Linked DNA regions of Mus musculus: region 2 is linked to region 1. A link is a contact called in public HiChIP or PLAC-seq data. All regions are on one chromosome and are shown on one strand. The core of a region is the stretch at or near the end of the contact, and the rest is flanking DNA. Distances in the headings are between cores, read along the strand shown.

Evidence for each region. HiChIP or PLAC-seq counts read pairs in DNA pulled down with a chosen protein or histone mark.
Region 2: a contact with region 1 is called in an H3K4me3 HiChIP or PLAC-seq map of the 230-238 cell line, with 10 read pairs. The contact joins two enhancer-like sites. A contact is called at or near these places in 14 of 39 promoter capture datasets (the 3T3-L1 cell line, 3T3-L1-derived adipocytes, the HPC-7 cell line and 9 more), 2 of 15 datasets of contacts at CTCF or cohesin (large pre-B cells and pro-B cells), 16 of 484 Hi-C or Micro-C datasets (B cells, DN3 thymocytes, the G1E-ER4 cell line and 12 more), 15 of 115 datasets of contacts at active chromatin or transcription factors (the 230-238 cell line, CD8 T cells, astrocytes and 12 more) and 2 of 9 other capture datasets (embryonic tail and liver).

What each region holds. Positions count from the first base shown.
Region 1 is chr13:111,825,729-111,832,775 of GRCm38.p6, reverse strand. All of the region lies in intron 1 of Gm41060 (a long non-coding RNA gene), which reads right to left. Among named protein-coding and RNA genes, the nearest start is that of Gm41060, 9.4 kb to the right of the region's middle. Within about 2 kb of position 2,980, at least 14 of the 459 cell types and tissues checked have an H3K27ac peak or open chromatin away from gene starts, as enhancers often do. A contact at or near this core is called in the 230-238 cell line and pro-B cells, where this site is marked.
Region 2 is chr13:112,001,276-112,008,640 of GRCm38.p6, reverse strand. The region is part of intron 1 of Gm15322 (a long non-coding RNA gene); the gene reads right to left. All of the region lies in intron 1 of Gm15323 (a long non-coding RNA gene), which reads right to left. Among named protein-coding and RNA genes, the nearest start is that of Gm15323, 3.9 kb to the right of the region's middle. Within about 2 kb of position 4,315, at least 32 of the 459 cell types and tissues checked have an H3K27ac peak or open chromatin away from gene starts, as enhancers often do. A contact at or near this core is called in the 230-238 cell line and pro-B cells, where this site is marked.

The sequences.
Region 1 (7,047 bases), core at 1,731-4,230:
CCAAATGAGGGTTTCCTTTGCATAGACCTGGGTTAATATGGTGTTTACACAGGGTGTAGGGTTTCTCCTCCATGATTGCTATGGTTTGTCAAGCTACCCAGGCTGCACGATGATTTAACATTTAGCCCAAACCAGTAGAGTCAGGGCGTTTCCATCCTTTTGAATGGCGTCGTTTGGTACTGAGATATGATATCCAAACCTTGAAAAATGTGTTCCAATATTCATCTCTCTTTTTCACTTATTTTTGATTTACGTGTACTGGTGTCTTGTCTGCATGTGTGTCTGTGTATCATATTCATGCAGTGTTCATGAAGGCTAGGGGAGAACCCTGGAACCCTTAGGACTGGAGTTACAGTTGTAACCTGCCACAAGGGAATCAAGCCTAGGTCCCTTGGAAGAGCCTTCAGTGCTCTTGACCTCTAAGTCAGTGTTTCTCAACCTGTGGGTTGCAACCCCATTGGGGATCAAACAACCCTTTCACAGGGGTCACCTAAAACCACCAGAAATATTGTATTTAAGTTATGATCTATTCTTAATGGCAGCAAAGGTACAGTTCTGAAGTAGTTAGGAAATTCATTTTATGGTTGGGGCCACCACAACGGGAGGGACTGTGTTAAAGGGTCACAGCATTAGGAAGCGTGAGAGCCACGGCTCTAAACCATCTCTCCAGCTCTAAGACACTCATCCTAAGGAGCAGAGAAGAAAGACAGAAGAGCGCTGCTGAGTGACCCCCTCAAATGGTCACCTGTCTCACCCAACTTCAAATACAGAATCCTGCCACTCTGGGGCTCTCGCATGATTGACCCAAGTAAGTTAAAAAGCCGATTCTGACACAGTGGGGCTAAGACTCTGCAGTTCCTCACACTCTTCTAAATACTTATTCCTCAGGACAGTCTGGAACAAGAGAGCAGCCAGTAATGAATCCAGGCCTCCATGGTCTTCTGCCTTCAGGAAAGGAATTTACCAGGAAAAGTCAGTCCTGGGAGTACAAGGATTTGCTTAGCTTATCACCAGCAATAACCCATCTATGGCTGAATATTTGACTTAACTAGCCCATGCTGCATCTCTGTTGGTTATAACTCCTTGTTGAATACAGGTAGTACTTCCACTAGTTTTCTGATAATGCTGGCATTTGACCCTTCTATCGAGCTATCACATTCTATAATTGATACCACAAAGACCAGCCAACTACCATTTGAGATGGTTATTTTTGAGATGGTTATTTTTTGGAGGGATAAAGTAAAAAATGTAACTCCTAAGTAGAACAATAGGGCTTGCCAGCGTTATGATCGAGTATCAGTTAAATGTTACCAAAACCAACGAGATTTCAGAGCTCTCCACAAGCCTTAGCAATGAACAAAGTGATAGCCTCATCAGCTTCCTCGCCAACGATTTAAGCACAAAATAAATTTCTTGAGAGGACAGGTTACAAAAGGTGCTACCATATTGGATGGATTCCATGAGTGACTTCAAAGCAGACAGGGGACTCCTGAAGGGTGTAGACGCCAGGAAGGAAGATGAAGATCAACATATTTTATATTAAATGCCGAAATGAAGCCTACCATTTGATGTGCTAGCTAAAAAGGTTAAAAGCAAACAAAGACTTGTTAGCTAAATAGGGGGACCTAACACCCCAAAAATCTACTGGTTTCTCTGTATCAGTGGTCCTCAACCTCCCTAATGCTGTGACCCTTTAACACAGTTCCTCATGTTATAGTGACCCCCAACCATAAAATTATTTTTTGTTGCTACTTCATAACTGTACTTTTGCTAACGTTATGAATCACAATGTAAATATTTTTGGCGATAGAGGTTTGTCAAAGGGGTTGTGACTCGGGTTGAGAAGTGGTGTTCTATATAAATGTTCTCAAAGTATGGTCTCGGGATAAACAGTACCACCCCTGGAATGTCTCAAAGAAACATGTTCTCAGATCTCACCCTGTATCATCTAGAGATCAAAAGCTTTAAGAAGAGCCAACAAGTCTGTTTTTCAAGAAGTCCTCAGTTGACTCTGATATATGCTAAAATGAGAAAACTACTGCCTTCTCTATAAGTCTCTAGAATCATCAGATCATTTTCCCTCAAAAATTAAGGGGCTTTTCGGGTGAAGGTTGCAAGAATTTGCATCTCTGTGTGTACAGGGGTGCAAAGGAGGGGCGAGTATGTATGTAGGTGCATCTGTGCACCTGTGTGGAGACCCAAGTTGGCATCTGATGTCTCCCTCAATTGTTTCTTCACCTTATTTTAAAAGACAAATGCTCTCACTGAACCTGGACCTCATCGACACTCCAGGCTGGTTGAACAGCAAGTCCCAGAGTTTCTCTTGCCTTTGTCCCCTGCCCCCCAGACCCCACAGGTGTGTGCTACCATGCCTGGGTTTCAGAAGCTTGTGGGGGGGGGGGAGGGGTGCAGACTGAGGTCCTCATCCTTGTGTGATAGTGACTTTGCTGGCTGAGCCATCTCCCCAGCCTCGGAATTTTTTTTAATAGGATAAAACAATGCTAACCCAGCCATGATGATGCACAACTGTAATCTCAGCACACAGAAAGTTGAGGCAGGAGGATAACCCCAAGTCCTGGGCCAGTCTGAGCTACAGAGTGAGACCCTGTCTCAAAAAGAAAGTGAAAAAGCAAAGAAGACAGGAAGGGAGGGAGAGTGGAAGGAAAGAGAAGGAAGGAAGGAAGGAAGGGAGGGAGGGAGGGAGGGAGGGAGGGAGGGAGGGAGGGAGGGAGGGAGGGAGGGAGGGAGGGAGGGAGGAAGGAAGGAAAAAAGAAAGGAAGAGGGAGAAGAAAACCTAGTTTCAAAAAATAAGAAGGAATTTCAAATTCAGAATGCCACGGGAAAAACAATTAGAGTGAGCAGGGTGGACACCAGGGTGTAAATCCCAGGGGTGGAGCTTAATCCTCTCATGGGGACCAAGAGGTGTGGTCTGTGCAAATGAGGTGTGAACTCAAGTTAGCCTGGTCTGTAAATCTAGGGCCCAAAGAAAGAGAAGAGCTAGGGAGTCTCTGGGGAGCTGCTCTTTTCTCAGCCAAGGAGCTAAATGCAAGCCACTAGCTGAGCCCCACAGGAATGTGCAATCAGGTTCACCTCAGGGGGTGGGAGGAGGGGCAAGAAATCCTGAAGCCCCTGGGCACAGCAGAGGCCAGCAAGACACTGCCATGTGGGGATGTTTGCACAACCAAGGCTGCAGTCCATTGCACCAGGGAGCTAGAAAGAAGGGGGGCCAAATTTCTGCATAATACTGGAGCCAAAAGAAAACTTCAAGCATGACACTGGAGGACGGATGGAAGCCCACGGATATTGTACCCTGGAAGAACGTTTTTACAGCTTCACTGTACCAATGTGCAGAACTACATTGAACGGGGGTGGTGGGGGGTGGGGGTGGCAAGAGCTACTTCTTCAAAGAAGATACGCGGATGGCATTGGTATATGGAAAAGTACTCGGTATCATTAGTCATTAGAAAAATAGAAACTCAGCCGGGCATGGTGGCACATGCCTTTAATCCCAGTACTCAGGAGGCAGAGGCAGGTGGATTTCTGAGTTTGAGGCCAGCCTGGTCTACAAAGTGAGTTCCAGGACAGCCAGAGCTACACAGAGAAACCCTGTCTCAAAAAAACAAAACAACAACAACAACAACAAAAACCTCATATCACAATTTAAAAAAATCTCACACTCATGAAGAGAGTAATCAAAATGACTAACAGTCATGTTGGGCAGCATTTGAAACTCTCACACATTGCCTTTGTGGATGTAAAATGCTGGGGCCATTTTGGAAATTCTATTGGCAGAGTTTAGAAACATTAACCACAGAGTCGGTGTGTGACCCAGCAATTTCTCCTCTAAGTACACACCTGCAAGAAGTTGCAACGCCTCTTCACAGGAAAACTTACCATAGATGCTCACAGCAGTGTTAAATGTAATAACCCAGAGGCGAAAGAACTCTGATTGTTATCCATCAACTGATAAAAATGCAGATACACACACACACACACACACACACACACATCTATTCACATACACACATACACAAACATACACAAATACACACACACACATACATCTATGGACACACACATACACACATAAACACACACATACATCTATTCACATACACACATACACAAACATACACAAATACACACACACACATACATCTATGGACACACACATACACACATAAACACACACATACATCTATTCACATACACACATATACAAACATACACAAATACACACACACACACACAGAGGCTGAGGCAGACAGACAGAGACACGGACACAAAGAGACAGAGGCAATTTGATAGAACTCAGAAGGCTGAAGCATAACGATTGCAGCTGTGAGAGCAACTTGGGTTACTAAGGACAGCCTGGGTAGGTTACATAGAAGACTCTGCCGCCCCCACAAAAGGAAAGGAAAAAACAAGAAAAATTATGTTTAAGTAAAGTCACCAGCTAAATGTATATCTCATTAAGTAAATATGAGGGGATTGTTCTTTAAAAACTAGGAAAAAATATTTTTTTAAAAACCTGTCTTGGCTGTCATTATGATATACCTATAAAGTTTGCCAGGTATGGTGGCTTATGTCAAAGGGGACAAAGGATCAGGAGTTGAAGGCCAGCTTCAGCTACATAAGACCCTACCTCAAAAATAAAAATCTATAAAATTGTAAGGAAACTGAAGGCACTTAAAAATTACACAAACTAAACTTTTAGTTGCTCAGAAAGTAGGATGAACATTGTGATGGTTTTCTGTGATTGGTTTTGTTTCTCTTCTCTTCTCTTCTCTTCTCTTCTCTTCTCTTCTCTTCTCTTCTCTTCTCTTCTCTTCTCTTCTCTTCTCTTCTCTTCTCTTCTCTTCTCTTCTCTTCCCTTCCCTTCCCTTCCCTTCCCTTCCCTTCCCTTCCCTTCCCTTCCCTTCCCTTCCCTTCCCTTCCCTTCCCTTTCTTTTCTTTTCTTTTTTGTTTTATCAACTTGACACAAGCTAGGGTCATCTGGGAAGAGGGAATCTCAATTGAGGCAATGCTTCCATAAAAGTCTGGTTAATAATTGATGTGGAAGGACTCAGTCCACTGTGGGCGGTGCTGCTCCTAGGCAGGCACTCCTGGAGAGTGTAAAAAAAGCAGACTAGCAAGTCCTGAGAGCAAGCCAGTAAGGAGGGCTCCTGTCTGGTCTCTACTCAGTTCCTTCCGGTGCTCCAGCTCGAGTTTCAGCCCTCAGAGATGGACCATGATCAGGGTATGTTCAGCTTTCCACAGGTTCTGGGAACTCAAACTCATGTCCTCACACAGACGTGCCAAGCACTTTACCCTCTGAGCCCTCTCCCCAGACCATGCTTTTACATTTATGACCAGCAATTTTTTGTCTATCACAAACATTTCTTATTACCTGTTTTATTGGTGTATATTTGTTGTGACCATTTTAGGCTCCATAAAGCCATTTTTATACAAGTGTATAACATGAAGTAAGCCCCTTTGCCACAATACTCTACTCTCCCTTTTCTGTTGCCTCCCTTGCTTGCCAGTGCCTTGTTTCTCTAAGCAGCTTCACTTATTCTGTGTGTTTTATGGTTGTATTTATCTGTATACAATCTAAGATCCAAAAATGAGAAAAAACAATATTGCTCTTTCTTAGTTTGACTTAATTCACTTGAAATGGTGTTTGTCTGCAAAAACATATGATTTCTTTCCTTTTTATGGATGAATAAAACCAGATTGCATGACTATGGCACATATTCCATATACATCCCTCTGCTGTTTTTTGTTCACTATATATGTATTATAGTAGGTATAGAGTTCTGCTCACTTACATTTCCTTAGTGACGTATTTCTTAAGCTGTGGGCTGTGACCTTTTCGTGGGTCAAATGATGCTTTCACAGGGGTCACCCAAGACCATCGGAAAACACACATATTTACATTATGATTCATAACAGCAGCAAGATTGCAGTTATGAAGTAGCAATGACACTTTTGTGGTTGGGGGATCACCACAATGTGAGGAACTATATTAAAGGGTAGCAGTGTTAGGAAGGCTGAGAACCACCACGTTAATGGTTAGTGATGATGTGAGTCACCTTTTCGTGCGATCATCGGCCACAGGTATATCGTCTTTGGAGAAATGTCCATTTTAATCCTTTGCTCATTTTTAAGTTGAGCTTCTGTTTCTCTATTATTAGACTATACGAACGCTCTGTGCTCTACATACAAGTTCTTTATTGGGGTTTCTTTTCTTTCCAGATGGCATCCTTGGAAACACAGGCTTTTAGATTTATAGTGCAGTCCAGCTTACTATTTTTTTCCTTTATTGCCGGTGTTTTTTGGTGTCATATCTAAGAAATCATCACCACATCTAATCAAGTTGTAGCCCTGCTGTGTCTTCTTCTGGGGGTTGTTTGTTTTTTCTCTTATGCTTAGGTCTTTGATCCACTGGAGTCAATTTCTGTCGCTGCAGCCAGAGGTCTGGCTTCATTTTTTTTTTTTTTTTTTTTTTGCATGTTACTATCCAGTTATTCTAGAATCGTTTATAAAAAAATAATGTCTCTCTCCATTTAATTTTCTAAAGGATCCTTGTTAAAAGTGACTTAATTCTAATGTGAAGCTTGGTTTCTAGAGTCTCTGTCCCTTCCACAGATCTATTTGCTGTATTTATATACCACACTGTCTTGATTACTGTCACTCAGGAGTTGGATTTGATATCAAGAAGTGTGAGTCTTCCAACTTTCTTTTTCATGACTGTTTGATGCATATGTGTGTGTCTGTGTGTGTATGTATGTGTGTGTCTGTGTGTGTGTATGTATGTGTGTGTATGTGTGTGTGTCTGTGTGTGTGTGTCTGTGTGTGTATGTATGTGTGTGTGTGTGTGTGTATGTGTCTGTGTGTGTGTCTGTGTGTGTGTCTGTGTGTGTGTCTGTGTGTATGTCTGTGTCTGTGTGTATGTGTGTATATGTATGTATGTTTATGTGTGTCTGTGTGTGTGTGTGTATGTATGTGTGTGTATGTATGTGTGTGTGTATGTGTGTGTGTGTGTGTATGTGTGTGTGTTCTTTC
Region 2 (7,365 bases), core at 3,066-5,565, 170 kb before region 1:
TAGAGACGCAGTGCCAAGGGAAATCTACGAAGATGCGAGTAGACGAAACAAGACCTGACAGAATTGGGGGAACGGGAGTAAAAAATAGAATTAGAGCCTTAGGAACAGGAGGTTCCCATTGGATGCCGGGGTTAGTAAACTGTTTCTTCACAGAAATACGAAAAGAGGCCTGGAGGTCAGCTGAGAAAAATGAGAGGGAAAAAAAAGAGTGAAGCTGGTCAAAGAACAACAAAGCAACCCAAAAAGATGTAGAGAAGAAAATGACAAATATAGAAGAGACTAAAGAATGAAATATGGAAACTGACGGTCCCCCAAAGAGGGAAACACACATAACAGAGCAGCAGATGTTACAGTTCAAAGGTTCTTGGTGCTGTTACTGTGGGTAACTCCCAGGAATTGTCAGTCCTGGTTAGAGGGCCAGGCAACCCCTACAGAGCTGGGCCAAACCAGACTCTTCTGGGGCAGCTATCAGCCACTAACCAAGAAGGTGACATTTCAGCAAATAAAAATGATCTGTCAGGCATATGAGGCTGGGAAGGTGGCTCCGTAGCTAAAGTGCTGGCTGGGCAAGCATGAGGACTCAAGTTCAATCCCCAGAACCCATGAGAAGGCCAGGTACTGTGCTGTGCCCCTGTGATCCGGGAACTAGAGAGGCGGAGACAGAAGATCCCTGGGACTTGTGGCCAATCAGTCAGTCTAGCCAAATCCATGAGCCCTGGGCTCAGTGAGAGACCCTGGTTCAGAACTTAAGGTTGAAGGCAGTTGAAGAAGAACCTGATATACATCTCTAACACAAACACACGTACACACTCATACACAAATGATTAGTTAGGAATCAAAGTCAAGTTTTCTAGGCAAAATGTAGGAGTCATTTACATCTACAAGTTTAAAGCTACATCTTGTTGCTAAACGCAGCACTTTTAAGATCACATACATATATATATATATATATATATATATATATATATATATATATATATAATCTCAAGTCAGTTATAGAAAGTATAAAGAGGAGGAGGAGAAGAAGGAGGAGGAGAAGGAGGAGGAGGAGAAGGAGGAGAAAGAGGAGGAGGAAGAGAAGAAGAAGGAGTAGGAGGAGGGGAGGGGAGGGGGAGGAGGAGGAGAAAGAGGAGGAGGAGGAGAAGGAGAAGGAGGAGGAGGAGGAGGAGAAGAAGAAGAAGAAGAAGAAGAAGAAGAAGAAGAAGAAGAAGAAGAAGAAGAAGAAGAAGAAGAAGAAGAAGAAGAAGAAGAAGAAGAAGAAGATCCTGTATAAAATGATAAAGCATTGTCAACAATGCCTGTATAAGTAAACAACCTATAGACATATGGAAGCATGGAAGCATTTCCAAACATGCAAGAGCTCAGCCACCACTTCTTATACAAGGTGACTGATGGCAAGGTCACTAGGAAGGTCCCAGGTAAGGAACTGCTGGGTTTGGAAAGTCTCACCCAATCCATGGAGGGGAAATCCCTAGAACAATGTGGGTGTTGTTTAGCCATTAGAATGTAAATATCAGAAATGCTGGTCCTGTATATATGACGCATTAATAAAACCTTTAGGTAAGGAGAAGGGAGGTGGGGTGGTAAGATGGCCCTGGCTTTGCAACTCTCCAGACCCAGGCAGGAGAGCAGAGATGAGAGCTGAGTCACCCTTCTTAGCAGCTTCCCTCCAGAGGGCCAGGATTGGAATATCTGCTGTCCTATTTGGTTTCTGAGAGGTAGACCCTGAAATGAGGATTTATTTGTGGTGATTCTGTAACATTCGGTAAATGTGCTCAGAGAATTTGCTATGAGGGCAAGGGAATGAGGCCCAAGCAGAAGAAACAAGCAAGCAAGGGATTTTAGGCAGAGTTCCAGCCTGGGCCTGGGCCTGGCCCCTACGTGTGGGCTCTGTCCTCTTCCTGTCACGAGCTACGGAAGGAAGAGGAGGAGGAGAAGGGAATCCAGAAGCTCCTAGATCTCCTCATCTGTAGATAAAGAGACTCTGGTACCCAAGGGTAGAAAGCTGAAGGTACAAGAAAGCCCATCCTCTCTCCCCTCACAGCATGGAAGAAGTTAAGAAAGCCCATGTGAGCATCTGGGAGATCTGAAGGACCAGGACAGGAGGGTGAGGTAGCCCAGGGTGCTTCTGAGACAGGCACTGGGAACCACCAAGGCCAGGAGAAAGGACAGACATGTTTGATTCTATATTACTTCAGCCTTTTATTAGGAAAACTGACAAGAGCAGCTAAACTCTTTACCAGATAACTCATTCAAGGTAAAGAGATTTAGTTTTAAGAGTTATCAAAGAGTAGAAATGGGAATACTTTCCACGTATATCCCACAACTTCAGAGTGGCCGCAAACGTCTTACAAGCCTGCATTGCACGCTGCCATGCCTAAATGGAACTCACATACGTACACAGATATTTACATTTTCAGAGAACATCTCTAGAGAGAGACTCAAGACACTGACACCAGCTATCCCCAGGGATGTGAGTTAGATAGTGTATAGGCAAGCCTAAAAGCCTTTTGAATTCTGACTATAAACGTATTTTTAGAAATTGTTGACATTTAAAAGTGCTTTAACTAATAGGGAAAGAAAAGTACATTGAAATGGGAATGTAAACAAGAAAATTTGCTCCACCCAGACAGGTAAGGCTGAGTTAACAAAATACAAAGTCACTATGGAATAAAAGTCACAGACGCAACCTCATTTCTCGGAAACAAACCATTTGCTCAAGAAGAACGAAGTGTGGGAAACTGTAATCAGGATTACATTTTTCTGCAGGTTCTCATTCGAGTCATAAAGGGGGCGGAAGACTTCCTTCACTAATGTTCTTAATACTGAAACTACAAGAGCAAAATAAAATCAGTGGGTCTGTGATGCAGGTCTTCCCTAGTTACAAAAGCGAAACGTTACCAGTGTTAGCCTCAGCAAATGACTCGCCTTTAGAGCCTTTAGGAGATGGGAAGGAAATGAAAGAGTCCCGAGCCCTGGATCACTGGACCATCTGCTGCAGCTTCACACTCACCTAATCTTCTGCATCAGATGCAGCCAGCTGTGCACCAAGGATATAATTTCCCAAGCGTTTTTCTCCAGTTACTATTGGGGCTTCAAGATCCGTGAAGCTCTTGCTTAGGCAACCAGAGCTGTAGCTTCCCTGTCATGTCTAGAAGCTGTTATCTAGTGGCAGATAATCTGCCTGCTGACTCTTACAATTGCTCCGTCCCCTCTTCCGCAATGTACAGTTCCACCTTAGGTACAGAGGTTGCATAGTAAATGTAGCAACTAGAGCAGGTACCCCGTGGTAGCTTATTCCCCGTATTTGGACCAGTTGTAGATCTCCATAATAGTTTCCATCTCTTGCAAAGGAGAAGCTTATTTGATGAGGCCTGGGAGCTATACTTGCGTGTGTATACCAGCAGATGTACTTAAAACAGTTAGGAATTGTGGTAGTTTGAATGAACATAGTCCCCATAGGCTCATAGACAGTAGCACTTTTGGGAGGTGAGGCCTTGTGGGAGTAGATGTGGTCTTGTTGGAGGCAGTGTGTCATTGAAGGTGAGCGTTGAGATCTGAGATGCTCAAGCCCAGCGTGTCTCATTTTCTTCCTGCTGCCTACAGATCCAGATGTGGAACTCCGGCACCATGTCTGTCTGCATACCACCATGCTGCCTGCCATGAAGATAATGGACTAAACTTGTGATCTACAAGCCAGCTCCAATGAAATGTTTTCCTTATAAGAGTTGTCATGGACACAGCAATAGAAACCCCAACTAAGAAATAATGTTGGTTTTCAAAAAATAGGGGTAGCAGGTTCTCCTCTGGGGCCAGTGACCTCTCTAGCTATGCATATTTGGCTAAGCTGACTGTACCACGTGTGAGTTCCATCCTGTTAAGCAGGCCTAAGCCCAGTGAGAGAGCTGTTGGTTACCCCTGAGCAACGAGTGCCACCATTGCACTATTGGGGTTCTCCTTGGGCTGGTCATTGCTGGTCTTCCCTGGTAGCTTGCATAGCACCCTTGGACACTATGGGAGCTAGTTCTCAGGGAGAAGGCTTTCAGATTGGTTCCATCTTGATCACTCCAAGCCTGGGGTCTGAACATGCAGTGTCTTCAACCATGGGTCTTACCTTCAGGTTCTAGGAGGCACCAAAGATGACGACAACAACAACAACAGTCTATACTGTTTGGATGTCTCTGACCAACAACTGGAAGTGAAGCTTACCATGTTTAGCACTGGGTTTTTGTTAACTGGTCTATGACTCTGAAGGGGAAGCATTATCATCCTGTGTCGTATAAAACACCCTCCCCCACACACCTCTTCAACATCAAGGAACTGAAACTTTTAGATGGGGAGCCATTGTCGGGTTTGAGTGACAGTCAGAGGAATCAGACCATGTCTGTCTAAGCCCCAGTCTTCCCTTGTACTATATTCATTAGAGACAACCTATGCCTAGAGCTGCTTGAAGACACAGGTTTCCTTCAAAGAGGGAGACAAGATAGAAGATGACCTCTGAACATCAGAGTTCAGTGGGTGTGGTCAAAAGAACTTCGAGGGGTAGAGAGTTTTTACTGCATACAATGGCCCAAGCAACTTGCTCTTTCTCGTCTCTCATCTCCAAATCTCTGAGTCTTCATGTAATGTGTCAGGCCAGGGAGCCCAGAGGGTCCCTGCCCTGCAGCATCTCCACCAGGACACCTATTAGGCATGCAAGCTGCATGCCATCTGATATCCTCTCACTATTTGTTCCCGATTTCTTCTCTGGGTCAGGGAGAGAGCTCTAAAACTGGACCAAGATCTTTGGTGACTGTTTTGGTTTTTTGTGTTGTTGTTGTTTTGTTTTTAAGCCTTTCTTCCTGGTTGTTCAGTTCTGTCGGAAAAAGCAAAAGGAGCTCTTTCGGAGTTGAGCTTGCTGAGGGTGGCCAGGGTTTGGCCATCTCTGCAAAGCTCGTTGTGTGTTTGCAAAGGTCATTCTCTGTACATGAAAATCCCAGCAGAGCATGCCAGAGCAGGAAGGCCACCAGCTTGCCAAGCATCCAATGTCCCAGTCACCTGCTCTTCCTGCCCTAGGAAGGATGTTGAACAATCTCTGGGGTAAAGACATCAGATGGAATTCGTTTCTTTCCCTGCTCTTAAATCAGCTTCGGACATGGGGGTCTCAGAGCCCCCGCTGACTCCTCCTTTAAGGGCCAGCAGCTGCCGTGTGTGTTGTACGAAGCGAGATCAGCAATATGACATTTGTGGCCATCGCAGAGTACAGGTCATTGTGCTCTGGATGGGATTTCTGAGATGTCATCCTTGGGGAATACCCTTCCTGAGTAATACAAAAAAAAAAAAAAAAAAACAAGCTCTGTGGGCAGAGGTCCTGAGTGGGGTGGAAGTGCACAGTGAGGTGGGGTGGGGGATGTGGCATATAGTGAGCGAGTCACGAGTCACTGACTCTTTAGGAAAGTGACTCTGCTGACAGGAGAATTAGGGCGGGATGATTTTGGCACGCCCTGTGTTGTGTTAGCTGTGCAAACCTTTTCTTTCCTTTGAGCAGTCTCTTTCTAATTGGGTGGGAGCGTCTCTTCTCATTGCACAGAGACCCTGGTCCTGTCAGGTGTTCTGGAGGGTGTGGGAGGGATCCACATGCGGCCTGTGTGGCCAGCCGACTCGCAAGGGGTTCTCTAAGGAGATTTCACACTGCAGCTTTCTGGCTGCTGGCAGCCTCTCCATGTTTCCCCCAATGCATAGTTTTCTCACATTCGTCAAAAGCAACTCTTATCTCTACAGTGTGTTTTAAAGAAAAATGCAGAGTGTCACCGGGGACAACTACCATCTGGCAGGAAGCTGCCAGGCCACGTGAGTGTGTCATGACTGAAAGTGCTTCCCTTCCCAGGGCGCCTCTCTCTTGCCGCTCAGTGGGCAGCTAGGAACACCAGACCCACAGATAATAATGATTCCAATTACTTCCTGTCCGTTTCCCATCTCAAGAGCGGCTGTTTCTACCACACACCCTGCCTCTGTCACCCACACTCAATAAATATAAACACAGCCCTCAGGAAGGGCAAGATGTTAATAACAGGCTCCCTCAAAAAAAAGCCTCCAGAGTCCCCCATACCAACCCTTGTATCCAAGTCAATGCCCCAAGAGAGTTCTACCATGTCCACTGGATAGGACTAGTGCTGCAGGGGTGTGGCTGTCTAGAAACACCACAGAAAAGGCTCCTGCCAGAAACAGACCAAAAGTGCTCAAAGAGACAGCCAGGTGTAAAGATGACCAAATATATGAAAATATACCCTTAATGCATATTTAAGTATATGTGCATACATCTTTTCTCCCATTCTGGTGAGTCAGTCACGTATGCAACTTACATCTGCTAAGTGCTCACTGTTATATAGGACAAGAAATTTTAGACACTGCGGCTTCAAGAAGAAACCGAATTCCCTGGCTTCTGAGGCTGATATTTTGATATCATTGTGTATGTCCGTGTGTGTGTGTGTGTGTGTGTGTGTGTGTGTGTATCATCATCATGTAAGACATGAAGAAACAATTAAGCAGGGTGCTAGAAAATGGTGGAGATTGGGAATGGGAATGGCATTTTTCACATCCAGTCAGGAAAATCCTCACAAATGGGACCGACAGCTGAGGAGACTGAAGAACAAAAGGAAAAGACACAGAGGAAAAACAACCCAGGCAGAGAAATAGGCTAGGCGCATGCAAGGTCCCGGGGTGGGGCTTGCTGCATCTGTGATGTCTTGGTTGCAGTAGCAGTGAGAAAAAGGCATGTAAGAAAGTCGTGGGGGTGGAGACTGAGTTCTGAACCTGTGTCTGCCAGAGGCAGGGCTCTTGCCCAGGGAGAGCCTAGGTGTATACGCTTAGCAGAGTTGCTAGGTAAAGACAAGCACCAAGACCCCTGAGATAGTCACTGTTGGCAGCCCGCTTCTCATCCAGGCTGAGGAGGGAGTTGTGAGTCTCAGTTCTGGCCCAGCAACAGTGGACTTTGAGATGTAGCTACCAGAGGCAGGAAGGTTGAGCCAAGCCAGGCGACAGACCCTGGAGGTCCGTCCAAGCTGGGCTCCGCTTAGCTGAGCCAACAGGGACGGCAACCCCTGGGGCACTGCCACAGATCTTGTCATCAAAGCCCCTGGAATTCAGAGTTTCCACGCATCCATGTGTCCACACATTGAAACTTTCAGCTTGTATCCTGGGAGGAGCGCGAGGTCATCAACTCTGGCTTGCCAGGGCTGTTTGGAGGAAACCGGCCTGCGTTCAACTCTTGTGCACCTGCACTGGGTGCGGCTATTTCTCTGCTGGTTGCCACGGAAACAGAAACAACAGCTGCTACAGAAAGCCCCTTCACACCACAGCCCTACAGCCAACGGCAGCATCTTTGTC